2 separate regions of the Rattus norvegicus genome follow, and region 1 is linked to region 2. Evidence: chromatin contacts called from public Hi-C data. All regions are on one chromosome and are shown on one strand. The core of a region is the stretch at or near the end of the contact, and the rest is flanking DNA. Distances in the headings are between cores, read along the strand shown.

Region 1 (7,188 bases), core at 1,649-4,148, 290 kb after region 2:
TGTTTTGGTGTTTTGAGACAGATTCTTGTACTCATCTGTACCAAAGAATAGCTCTAAACTTCTGATCTTACTGCCTCTGCCCCCCAAGTGCTGGGATTTCAGGCATGTATCACCATGCTCAGTTGTGTTGTATGTCGTATTGGTGAAGTATCCATCAGCCTAGACATTTCTACTTTTCATAAAAGGAATTCTAGACTCTAGAAGGCCATGCAGCCTGTCCTAAGTCATCCAGCTGACAAGAGATAAAGAAAAAGTCCAACAACTGAGGCCATCCATGGAGTGGGAAACTGCTAATTCCCTTTCACTATAATGAACATGGAGAAAAGGATATAGGTTGGGAAGAGAATTTAATTTAAGATTAAATGAGAGAGAGAAAGAGAGAGAGAGAGAGAGAGAGAGAGAGAGAGAGAGAGAGAGGAAGAAGAAGAAGGAGGAGGAGAAGGAGGAAGGGAGAGGGAGGGGGAGGAGGGAGGGAGAGGGAAAGTAAAGTATAGGGAATTTGAGATGAGCTGTTTCAGCAACTGGGGCATCATCTGTCCCTTCTGTTGAGCTGAGATGTGCAAGAGGAGGAAGAGGCTGCCAAGAGAGTGTGGAGGAGACGGTGGCCACAAATAGAGGGACCGTGGGTATGACATCATGTAACCTGTACCAGTGGATGCCCTAACAGGCACCTAAGACACTGCTACTTAGGGAAAAGCATTTGGCTAGAGTCACAGAGTCAGCATCCCCTCAGCAATGCCTTGCCCTTTCTACTTGATTCTTAGAGAATTTTGTGAGGGACAGGAGAACTGTTTAGCAAATGTTTTGCTTCTGTTCTTTAAGCTTGACGTTTTGTAACTATTCACACCTATGCTTAGAGCTTAGGATAATTATCCCAGGATACACAAGGAATGAAGAGACAGATGAGAGCATGATAGATCTAGCTACAGATAGATATGCATAGAGACACAGACAATAGATCAACTAAGGGAACAAAGGTGAGAATGCACCGTTCCTGACTTCGGGCCGCTGTGACCAGGCATCTGGCACCCTAGTAAGTGCTCAGTGTATGTCCTTCGTAGGTAAGATTGGAATCTCAGAGAATAGGTGCTCATGGCATAAGTCAAGTTTCAGTTCAAGTCCCAACAGACCTCAAAACTATTTTCAAAGATATTAACCACTTGAAGAGACTGACTGGAACCTATTTTAGGGTTGTTAATGACATGCCAGGTTGGGTTCCTCTACTTGGAAGACCTGAGATGAGGGCGATGCGCGTCAGAATCGTGGCTTGGATCACTTGGAATCATGGCTCACACAGTCGATCGGGTAAAGGTTGGGTACTGGCTGTGGGTGGGCAGTCTTCCAGTACATCTTGTCGATCTGTAGTTCATTGGCCCATGTCAACCTTTCTTAGCGAGCATCTGAAGCTATCCCCCAAAGCTGTGATCTGATTAGTTTGCATTTGATTTCTTTGCTGCCTAATGAACTGCCTGTGTAGTCCTAGCTGTGATGTCATTTGCATCTCGTTGCCTCAGGCACCAGCTCAGGAGAGAGATTTTTAAGCAGTTCTCAGAATCCTACAGGAATTGTACCAATTTACTTCACAACAAGTAATTCACCTTTGTGACCTGTGAGTTCACACAGGCAGAGCAGAGCCTGCATGAGAATGGCTGGGTCACTCTCTTCATTGTAATATGCCCCTGAATTGAGGTGGGTCAATATGTCCATGCCTAAGGCCATGGGCACACACACATACAATGAGATTCTGAGCATTAAGGATGGCAGTATTCTCATACCATGGTATTCTATTGGGGAAACTCATCCACTATGTGCTGGAGGATACAGATTTAGCCTAAAGCAAATGGCACTTATTTATAGCAAACTGTTTTTGCAAAGTGCTTTGCAGCTTTACGGTAGTTAGCTACATTCCAGGTTGAATATTCCTCCACTTGTAAGAAAGCTAAGTGTCACAGCCAGACAGGAAGACCTCCCTGAGAACAAAAGTGTGGATTCTGCAAAACCAGTGGTGAGGACCACGAGTGTGTTGTTTTGTTTTGTTTTGGTTTGGTTTTTGTTTGTTTGGTTTTTATCAGCTGACACACTTGCCGGTCATCATCTTTCAAGACCTTAACTATAGATTATTTCTTTTGTTCAAAGACCGTGTATCTACTGAAGTAGATATGTACTCTCGAAGCATCACGGTGTTTCAGATTCCAGGAGCATCTTTACGTAGGTGCCATAGGATGGTGAAAAGTTTCAAGGACTGCAATAGGAGTAGCCAATACAAAGAGGAGACCACTGGGTCATAGGAGATAAAGTGGCTTTCCCTCTTCCCACCTTTTCACCAGCAGACAGCAGACTCTCCTGAAGAGTTTTGGATCTGAGTTATTCATTCCCATGCAGCAAATGGTGGCACTGTCTTTGGGGTAAGGGAGATTTATGTGGGCCTTCAGCGATGGACCCCATCACTTTAAGGACCATTTCCCAATTGTATCTTTAGCTGCGCATAGAAAATGGATTTTCTCTTTGAAAAATCTCTCTCGTGCCCATGTCTATTCTTGGCTGGAGACTGAATAGATGGCTTTGGGGAGCTCACTGTTCATTGCTCTGTATAAATCCAGCCTCTTTCTAGATAGTTCCATCTCATGTGAGCATGGTGTTAGCTAGGTATATGGCCTTGGCCTTGGCCTCCAGCAGGGACCTGATATGTAGACCCGATATGGGGAAGAATAAGGTCCGGAAGATAAAAGCAAGCAGGAGCATTTGGAACACCTATCACTTCCGGCTATATGCTTTCCTCAGCCATCCTTCTGTACTCTTTAATCTTGCCAAGAATGTAGGGTGGATGGGTATTGACAGGGATTAACTGCATCTTGATTTTAATTGGCATTGCCAGAAGACAGCAACAAGGGGAGCAGCCCCTCTTGTTCACAGCAATTACAAGCTTTAATGATGGCCAGCTGGAGGGCAGGAACGTTAACGCCACACAGCACTCACGTTACAGTGCCCTCTGGTGGTATATTTCAGTACAATTCATCTAGATAGCGACCTAGGAAAGTTTGTTGAAAGGTAAGAGAAAAACATGTTGGCCTATTACTTCACATTTGAAGTAACTTTTACTCAAAATTAAGGATATTGGGGGAGGATTCTTTTAAAACTCTCCTGTGAGCTTTCTTTCAATTATTCTGTCATTGTCGCCTGGTTTTCATATTTTCCTCATAGAGGTATGAGGTACATAATTTGTAATTGTTTTGCTTTTTAGTTTTTATTGTATATTAGGAAAAAAGAGCCATTAGAATATCGAGACACCACATAATCCTTAGAATCCTGAAAATTTATTTTCTCTAGCCTGGTCTCACGGCATGGAATATTGTCATTTTCGATCAACTACCACCATCTAGTGGTCATATTGTAGATACGCAAGTGTTCAGAATGGAGTCTCAACAAAGGAGGGCTGTGGCTCCCTACAGAAATGTCTCTGGCGATAATGTGATTAGAGCCAAAGAGAAAAAGGCTCCCAACCTCAAGAAGACTGCACAGACACCAGATACTGCCCAAAGATCACTCTGCCTCCACCTATTTAACCAGTCACTCAGCAGTCTGAAGAAGTCAAGAAATTAGATCAAAAATGGGGTATAGAAAGCCTTGGCTAGTCTATGGGCTTTTCAAATACTGCTAGCAATCCATTCTCAGCATAAGGTAAAGTTCAGAACCATGGCTGAGATGCAGAAGCCTAAATAATTATAAAGATGAACCTGTGGGTGAAGTGATTTGAGGTTGGTTAGTCTGGGCTCTGTTTGATGTCATAATCTTTGACTTTTAGTGTGTGTGTGTGTGTGTGTGTGTGTGTGTGTGTGTGTGTGTGTGTGTGTGCGCGCACGCGCGTGTGTGTGCGTGCGCGAGCAGCATTGTCTAGTTTTCCTACAATCCAGGAGGGACTGGAATGCAATCCTGAATCTATGATTCAGTAAATATAAATGTTAAATAGACTGACTCCCGTAGTCACTGAGTGTATCCTGTGCCTTCAGACACAAGAGATGGCACCTGTCAGGATTGGCCGTGTCTCATTCACATAATGCTCTTTATTTGGGAATCCAGAACAGTGAGAACCTCACCACATGGACCCACATTACACAGCAAGTAAGAGAGGGCTTAGAGTGTGCTCCCCATACCCCAGAGGAGTGAACATTTGCTTTTCTAAGTCAGTGAGTCGTATCTCCCAATCACCTCCCGGAACCACTTTGCAAGGCCTTTCAACCAGTTCACACTGCATCCCATCAAGTATGGCATTCTTAGCGCACCCACTGGAGACCGGAACATTCTGTGTACCCACCACCTCCGAAGGCACAGAAGTCTCTCCAAAATCATTTCCTGCTTGGGACACCAACTGTCAGAAAATAGCTTGAGAATCTGGAGGGTTCTGTCCACAGAGTCCTTTACAGCTAATGAGTAAAATGGAAAAACAGGAGGGCTGAAGGAAGAGAGAGCAAATGGTGCTTTCTTGTGTGGGGAACAAACCATTATTCTCTAGTAGGCTCTTCTCATGTTTGTCACTGAAAATAGATCAAGAATTTGTGTAGCTAACTCCTAAGTGGCAAACAACAGTGAAAAGAAAAATCTTTTTGAAAAAGCCAAACTTTCCTCTGCATTCTCAACACGTGAGTTATTTATACAGACAAGCAATGCTGGTCTTGCTGTATGACTTAAACACTTTGGACTCAGCATTGGTTTCAAATACCAAGTTTCACAATCCACTATCTTTGGGACCTTGATGATATTGCCCTTTCTTGATATGTAGAAATGGGTAGAATGGTAGACTGTTGGCAATGGTTATGTAATGGCTGAAGGAGATCTTGAGTCAACCCCAATGCCATAGGAAGGCTCCATAAACCTCAGCTGTAATTATGACCAAGATTGTGTTGCTGAGTGCTTCCTGCATGTTAGAAACCATATGTGTGTCTTCAAACCATTTTTTTATGCATTCATTTGATAACACTAGAGGTGGGAGCTATGAAGAAGCCAAGGCATAGAGCGGTCACTGTTGCTATCATCTGCTTTCTGGGAAACAGACTTACTGCAGACACATCCCTCTGAGTGCATGAGTGGAGTCAATGATTCTCAGAAGAGAAACAACCTGTTATATTTGAAAGGCTATTTCCAACTCTGTATGTCACCGGGAAGATGCTTGCCCCTAATTAAGTAGAATGACAGAGTCACAGTCTTACTCCCTTAGTGACACTTTCCAACTTCTCAAGGTTAGACCTCAGAACTCAGGAGCCACCAAGTCATGGCAGTCCTTGCTATCTTGCCCCCCATCACTGTTTCTTTTTCTCCTGTCTGGCAGGCAACTCCCCATCTGATGAGTCAGAAGAACGGGAAAGGGATCCCAAGGTGCTGACATTCCCAGAATACATCGCTAGCCTGTCAGACTCTGGCACCAAGCGTATGGCAGCTGGAGTCCGGATGGAGTGCCAGAGCAAGGGACGGTGTCCCTCATCCTGTCCTTTGTGTCATGTGACATCCAGCCCTGAAACTCCTGCTGAGCCGGTTCTGCTGGAAGTGACCAGAGCATCCCCCATCTATGAACTTGTGACCAATAACCAGACCCAGAGGGTAAGAGGGTTGAGATACTTGGTTCTGGAAGGCATAGAGACCTTTCTCCACACAGCAAGCCAGTGGCAGGATCTTTTTACTCAGCTAAGAGCAGCAACTCATTTGTTTAGATTTGCATGTTTACATATTCAGTCAAATCAAATCAATGAACTCTATAATACCCACAACAATGTGACTCAGGACTAACTACTGAAGTCTGAGTAAAAGGGGCTGGAAGGAAATAGGAAAGCACATGCAATGGAAAGCCATTGTAATACCTTTTCCAAAGGGGACATGTTATAAGGACACTCATCTCTGTCTCCCCCTTGGAGCAGGTGAACCAGTCTAACTGATCTCCCAACCTAGAACCAACTGTACCTGGACTAGAAGGGGCATGTCAAAAACAGGTCCAAGAGGAAGGTCCTAGTACCTTCACCTGCAAGGGCCTTTCCCTGCTCATCACAGGCTTAAAGGACAAAACACCACATCTGTGCTGATCTTCCCACATTTTACTATGCTGGAAGTTTATGGTATTTCCCAACCATTCATTCTCTCTTTAATTCTCTGTCCCTAAAGCTCTTAGGAGAAATTGTGTGAGCCAGTAAGATTCAGGCACCGGGTTGGGAGGAGCAGTGACTTCTTCCTTCAGGATATAGGCGAGAGTAAAGCAGCATACACACACAGAGACACTAGCCATGTCAAACTTGAAGTAGAGAGGCTCCGGGGTGGGAGGTTTCTGAGACAATTTGCAAGGCAAATAACCAAACAGCTTACCTGAGGAGTGGAATGCCCATCCAGGTGGGGTGATAATTGCTTCCTTTTTTCTCTTGGAGGAGACACCTGGTGTGTCACAGTTGGTATCATAGGTGTTGCTGAGACTCACAGGAGGGATTTTGTATGTATGTTTCTCTAACATACCCACCTCTTCCATAGATATTTCAAAGAGTGTTTGAAAATATAGGTTCTCCCCCTCCACAGGAACAATAAGACAAATGGTTCTTGCTGGCCTACACATTTGTCCTGAATCTGAGAGGCTTATGGGAAGAGAATTGGGAGAGAAGAACTTGAAAGAAGGAAGCCCTTGGTTCATTGGGCACCCAAAGGTGTGGTGGTATTAACACAGGGGTACCCTTGAGAGCCTAACGTCGTACCCCCTCAAGTTGCTGCATCTGATAACCAAGAACTTTCTGGTTCACCAGGCTGGATACAGGGAGAGCTGAGCTCAGCAGGGTCATCCTTCGAATTAGAGTGCACAAAGCTTCAGAACAGAGAAGAGCTCAGTGGGAGACAAAGAACTTGGGGGCTGTCAATCAACACCAGGATGCCTAAGGAATTTCAACCCCAGCAGCCCCTCTCTGGATTCCCTGCTTGCCAAACACCCTTCCATTTCCCCTGCATCTGTTTTCAGAGAGGGGCAGGAAGACATTGCCCATCTGGCCCAGTGTTAAGTACTTCAGTTTCTAGATATATACAAGCTAGTCTACGATGGAGTTTGCTCGCTACCAGGGGACTCTTTTCTTTACATGACACATTCCTTCTCTGTCATCCTCTCTGCAACTCTGGTTTTTCTTCTAGCTTTTACTTTCTGTCGACAAATTTAGACAAGGGGTCCAGAAG
Region 2 (6,143 bases), core at 2,154-4,653:
CCAGATGAGGACCCTTACGGCCTTCTAACCTTGTAAAGTATAAAGCAACCAAGTCAGATCACAAACACTGAGATGAAACCATGCCTGAGAAGAAGCCCATGGGACTGAAGTTATTTAAGAAACAGTAAGATCCAGGCCCCACTCCATGAGTTTTCCTATTGCTGTGTGTCCCGTGTAAGACAGATCTTCTCCTAGGGTGCTCTGTACTCCCCATTCCGACAAGACGACTGGAATCATTCCGGCTCTATATCTTAGGGTAACCAAAGACATAGGAGACGATAAGCCATTTGAGGATTGTGTTGACGGCCTCTGTAAATGTTGCCAGCTTTTAAAATTATATGCAAGGGCGTATTAGAGGGAAGAATGGAACTTCAGAAGTAACACTACACTGTGCTTGCCTCAACACTAGCTAGGAACCTGAAATTCCAGCCAGCAGAAAGTGCCCACACATTATCTCCAGTGCCTTCAGATTGCCTCTTGTTTGTGAGTGCAGAGGGATTTTGGAGCACCCTCTCAGAGGGATAGGTCCAAGGTGGTGCTCCCCAGGTATGAACCTGTACCTTGGGGAAGGGGATCAGCAGGAGTTGATGACGCAGGGATGTTCTGTGCCCTCTGGCTTTGCTCAGTAAACAACCTGTCAGGAGGCCAGAAAGGAACACTCAGAATGGGATCTTGAGATCCAAGAAGAGATGTTCCCCATTCCCCAAACCAGGCCAACACAAGAAGAAAGGCTCCTTCTGTCCTCCCCAACACTCCCCTCCTCTGTCTTTCTTATTTTCACACTGTAGCACATACCACTCCATTCTGGGAAAGGAAAGGCAACTCCATTTTTTTTATAAGGAGAAAGAAGAGTCAAGAATGCTCCTGGCTTCCCTATGGCTGCAGCCCAACTGTCAAACCCCTTAAAACCAGCTGTTTTCCAGAAGCAAAGGTTCTGGTCTGATGTTTGCTCTCTTACCCTCAAACACAGTATCCTTGCTCGGCATCTTTTCAAATCCTGTCTTTTCTGACAGAAGCAAAAAGCATGCATCTTTTCCCAGAGTGGATAGCAGCTATGGTACTGGTAAGAGAGATCACTGTGGCAGCATTGCTTGGTCATGCTCTCCGAGCTACATAGCAACTCATTCCAGGTGAGAAGGAACTCTAGAGGGCCATGTCATAAACAAAAAAACATGCATACAACTGTGCAAAATCAAGAGGGAAAAACACATAGACTCCAGCATCACTTTAGCTGTTGCCTGATGTCATCAGACTGCCCCCCAGGGGATCTAGTAGAATCCTATAGCTGCCTGGTTAATACTGGCATCGCATATCTTCCAAGAGCCTGGACAGGGGGTGAGGAAAGGAAAGGAATCAACATGCATGTGTCTAGAGAAGACCTGGGACAAAATACTTGACTCATAGCATACGTTTAATTCACCTTATTGGCCTATGCTAAAATATCACTGGCCCTTTTGGATAAGGTTCGGGTTTTATTTTATAATTGATATTCTCTTAGCACATTTGTTCCTACTCAGGGCAACCTGCTCCCAGGACAGGGGAAAGCATACATATGGTTCTTTCCAGAAAGGTCTGCTCAATCACATTACAGTGCATCCAGTTGATTGTTAGTTAATATTTGGCTTAAGTCTATGTACCCTGGATAAATATGTACTGTGCAGAAAGACTGCTTGGTAAAGAGAGAACTCCTCTGGGCTAAAATAGCAGTGCACAAGTTCATCCTCCTACTGGGCAGGGACACTCCAGGCATCATGGCCCGAGAAGGTCTAGGCAGAGATGCTTAGTGTTTCTGTGAGCAGCCAGTTTCAGCTTTCTTCGTACAGCTGTGAAAACACACACACACACACACACACACACACACACACACACACACACACACGCCTGTGTATGAACAGGGAAACAATCTAACAATCTGATGGTCTCAGCAGACCCTTCCCTTCGGCACAGCAATATCCCCCCCACCCCCTGTAGTGTCTCCAGTGCACTACCAGGTTTGACTCAATCGATTGGGGTTTCTGTTCTATCACCCAAAGGAGACTACGGGATTCACTCCGAGGAATTATTTTGGTCCCTCATTATATGTTCATAGAAGAAATAAACTGGCCTCTAAAGCATGCTACAGGGCTTTATGACCATGTGAATACAGCTGTATTGCACAATACAATGTTAGGTCTTTAGGGTCCTCCCCAAACACAGTGAACCTTGTGCAGCTCTGTCCAGCATCAGCTAGGCAAGCAAAGGTCCTTGTCATCCTCTGCAATTATGGAGCCCGAATGAATTTTCCAAAGCTAATGGGAGTTGCACTAACTTTAAGGACTTAAACCAGGCAAAAAACAATATGGGTCAGGCAGAGTGCCCAAGCTCTGTGACAGCCATGCGACACCAGGAGGCAATTCCAGACTCAGCTCAAACGCAAAGTCCACTGTTAAGCTCCACCTGACAGAAACTAGGGGATGGAATGGGAGTTATTCCTTTTTGCTTGCAATTGCCAGGCACCAGACAAGAGGGTTGAATGAGGACTCATCAAAATTACAACGAAAGGTGACACAGAAAACCCAGGGGATACAGACCCCCCCTTCCCCGCACGATTACCTTGAATCCTTGTAAGAGCCCTTCTTGCTGTATCAGCTGCTCCCCAAAACACCAAGGACTGCGAGGAGACTCCTAAAAGACGCCCAGTTTTTGTGCAACATCTCCAGTGGCAGCCTTCCAAAGTTTTTACTTCATGATTTCTTGTGGCTCTTTCTCCTTTGGGGAAATGCGAATGCCTCCCCCCCTCAGCTTGTGAGAGGGAACGGATGTCTCTTTTCAAATTCTCCTGTTCTGGGCTTTGCTGTTGCCGCGGCGGCGGCGGTGGCGGCGGCGGCGGCGGCGGCGTTTAGACCACTTGCCTGCTGCCTTGCCACGGAGCAGCGAGCATCCCAGGCACCCACAGCATCTGTGAAGTGGGATCAGCGCTAGGCTGGGTCGCACGCGGCGTGGGAGAGGTGAGGAAAGTGGGAGGCCAACTGAGAAGTCCCCTGTCCCTCGACCGAGGTGAAACCAAAGATCTTGCCTTTTTTTCCCCCAACTCTAAAGAGACTCACCCGCCCTGTCATCCGAAATCTGTGCCTTGTACGTGGTCAGAAACGGTTCCTCGGGCGTCTGGGCTCCTTCGGCTGCCTGAGGACCTGCTGGTGTCCTCTGAGCGCGCGGCAGGTGCATTTCCCAAGTCCTCCGGAACCCGCCGAGCTCAGAGGAGGCGCTGCGGGTTGAGCCGCGAGCCGCTTGGCAGGCAGGCGGATTCCATCCTAGAGCTGCAGCCCGGTGCGTCCCCACTCCGACTTCACGCTCCGTACCTAACCAGTGTCACCTGCAGACTCAGACACCAGATGAGTGTCTTAAGATAACAATGCTGCCCTGCCTGCCTCTCTCCTTCTTTCTTATGCACGTAGGTAGGCAGCCAATAGGACTCCGGGCCATACTCCCCACAGGCGCCCATTGGCTGAGAAGCCTGGCAGGGGGCGGGTTCTGAGGCCTACCGGCAATCTCCTTTGGCTAGCTGGCAGGCTGGGGTACCAGCTCTGTTAACCCTCCCAGCTTTGCGGCAGCGACTTTTCCCCCCAGTAAGGATAAGGAAGAACTGGATAAATTCGCGACTGCTTGTGGGGTTGGGAGTGAGGGTTGGAAAGTGTCAGTGGATGAGGAACAAGAAGTAGACTGGGAACTAATTACATTTGCTTTGGTCTTCTGAGTTACAATAATCATTCGTCCCAGCCCATTTTGTTTGCTTGCTTAACCAGAACTCCCAGAGATGGGGACCCATTTGAGCCATTTTCCTTCTAATTTGAGGTTTCATTTAGTTTTTCTGTGCCTTTTAAACCTCCTGAATTACTTAATTAGAACTAAGCCCCCAAGTGAGAAATAGCAAGCGCCCGCACAGCAAGAGAGAGAGAGAGAGGAAGAGAGAGAGAGAGAGAGAGAGAGAGAGAGAGAGAGAGAGAGAGAGAGAGAGAGAGAGAGAGAGAGAAGAGGGAGGCAAAAGATCACAGGACCTCAGCGGTAAGATGGCTAGGCAGAGAATCGCTGGACAGCTAAATTGAGACACCTCACACCCCACACCGGACAACATCAGGGAGGAGGACTTGGGGATTCTGGGGAGACCTCTGAAATGGCCTGCATCCAAAAAGAAAAGAGAATTGTTTTGCCTGTGATGTTTTCCTTCTGTGTGTCTCCTTTCACTCCAGTGGCTGTCAGGAAGAGGGACTCGGGTTTTTAAAGGAAGACTAGAGAAAGGAGAACAGGACAAGCCTTGTTTCTGAGAAGCAGGTGCTGTTTGCTGAGCCTGTGAAACGAAAGGGAAGTCTGGGGAGTGGGTGAGGGAGGGAGAAAGGGAAAGGAGAGAATGAGGGATAAAGATATTAACTTTAATTGGATGGGTGTGAATAATATATTTTTGATATTGTAATATGCGTGAGGCTGAAATACATCCTACTAACTGATGAACTATACTAAATTTGGAAAGAGCTATGTTAAAGAAAGGTCAAAAGAGCTGGAGGTTGAAACTGGTAAGGGGATGTGGGGGAATGCCCACTGAGTCACGTGATGAGGATGTGTATATATACTATATATGTGTGTATATATACTATATATATATATATATGAATGAATGCGAGAGAGAGGGAGGGAGAGAGGAGAGGAGAATAGGCAGAGTGAGACAAGTGTCTCCATTTGGTTTCCTTGAGTCAAGAGCAACATTAGAGATTGTTTTGTAAAGAATTAGGTAAAAGAAGAGGGCAGAGGTTAGATGTAGGTAGAGGTAGGATATATCTGGTTTAGATAAAAACTGCTCCTTTAGCCAGATGCTCTGAATGGGTGAGGAAGCCAAGAGACTGTTTCTTACATACAAACCCCCCATTCCTACCATATCTGACCTCCACTTGTTTCCTCTTCTGCATCTAGCCCAAGTTATTCCTCCTGCATGATGTAGGAGTCTTAACTATAAAATATGCCAGAGAATGGTGGTCCTGCGGAGTCCCCAGATCTTCAACTAAGATGAAATATCTAGGTGACATGCTGAGAGTTTAACTTTTCCCCCATTTTGGAGCTGGTTGCTCCCGAGATTCCTAGAGATGGAGGCCCGCAGAGCCTGGCCCAAGGTCAAGGTTCTCGTGAAATAACTTGAGGGAGTGGGGAAATAAACAAATGGTAGAACAGATGTAACTGGGAAGAAAAAAGGTGCCAGAATTTCTCAAGGGAAGCTACAGTCGATCACATGAAAATCAAGAAACTTGGCTGTGTTTTCTTAAATCACCCATGATATTTTAATGAAGAAAAACACACATTAAAAAAAATCCACAAATGTTCGTCTGATGAAGGGAGTATGTGCGTTGAGGTAACTACTACTCACATCATTTCCCACATTAGAAGAAGCAAACATTTGTTCTTTCTTAGTAAATTTTCTAAGTACCCAAAGAGAGCTACCATCCTAATACCCACTGTGATGGTTTGCATATGCTTAACCCAGGCAGTGGCACTATTAGGAGGTGTGGCCTTGTTGGAGGAAGTGTGTCACTGTGGGGTGGGCTTGGAGACCCTCCTCCTAGCTGCCTGAGGATGCTCAGTCTGTTCCTGGCTTCCTTTATGTGAAGATGTAGAATTCAGCTCCTCCTGCACCATGCCTGCCTGGATGCTGCCATGCTCCTGCCTTGATGATAATGGACTGAACCTCTGAACCTGTAAGCCAGCCCCAATTAAATGCTGTCCTTTATAAAATTTACATTGGTTGTGTTGTATATTCTTAGCAATAAAACCCTAACTAAGACACCAACTTCCAAAGAATGGTACTTGCTCTTAAGTTTTGAAAATATAGAATATTAGAGTACAGGGTTCTGTTCCATACTGTTTCACTCACTAATACATGAAGCTGATGGTCATCTGAGTTAGTCCCAGCTCTTAATCATTGTTGCACACATGTTGTCATTTCTTCTGTGTAAAGAGCAAGGAGTATAAATCACTACATTACCTTTTTACACCAACAGTGTAGAAATTCTCTTGGCAATGTTTCAAAAGCCCACTTCTGTCTGAAACAGTTATATCATCTAACAGGACAGTGGTGAGGGCTATCACTGAACAGTAACTAAATGTCTGAATGTGTGAGATCC

Evidence for each region. A called contact is a pair of places that touch in the nucleus more often than the background predicts.
Region 1: a Hi-C map of frontal cortex shows a contact between it and region 2, with 4 times the contacts expected there. The contact joins the enhancer-like site here to the promoter of Brinp2 in region 2. A contact is called at or near these places in 3 of 12 Hi-C or Micro-C datasets (frontal cortex, prefrontal cortex and psoas muscle) and 1 of 1 datasets of contacts at active chromatin or transcription factors (oligodendrocytes).

What each region holds. Positions count from the first base shown.
Region 1 is chr13:73,348,658-73,355,845 of GRCr8, forward strand. Astn1 (astrotactin 1) reads left to right here. Exons shown (of 23, transcript NM_001170603.2): 17 at 5,324-5,592. Among named protein-coding and RNA genes, the nearest start is that of Mir488, 140 kb to the left of the region's middle. Within about 2 kb of position 2,899, at least 4 of the 93 cell types and tissues checked have an H3K27ac peak or open chromatin away from gene starts, as enhancers often do.
Region 2 is chr13:73,061,891-73,068,033 of GRCr8, forward strand. It overlaps Brinp2 (BMP/retinoic acid inducible neural specific 2), which reads right to left and starts at 3,404. Exons shown (of 8, transcript NM_173115.2): 1 at 2,593-3,404.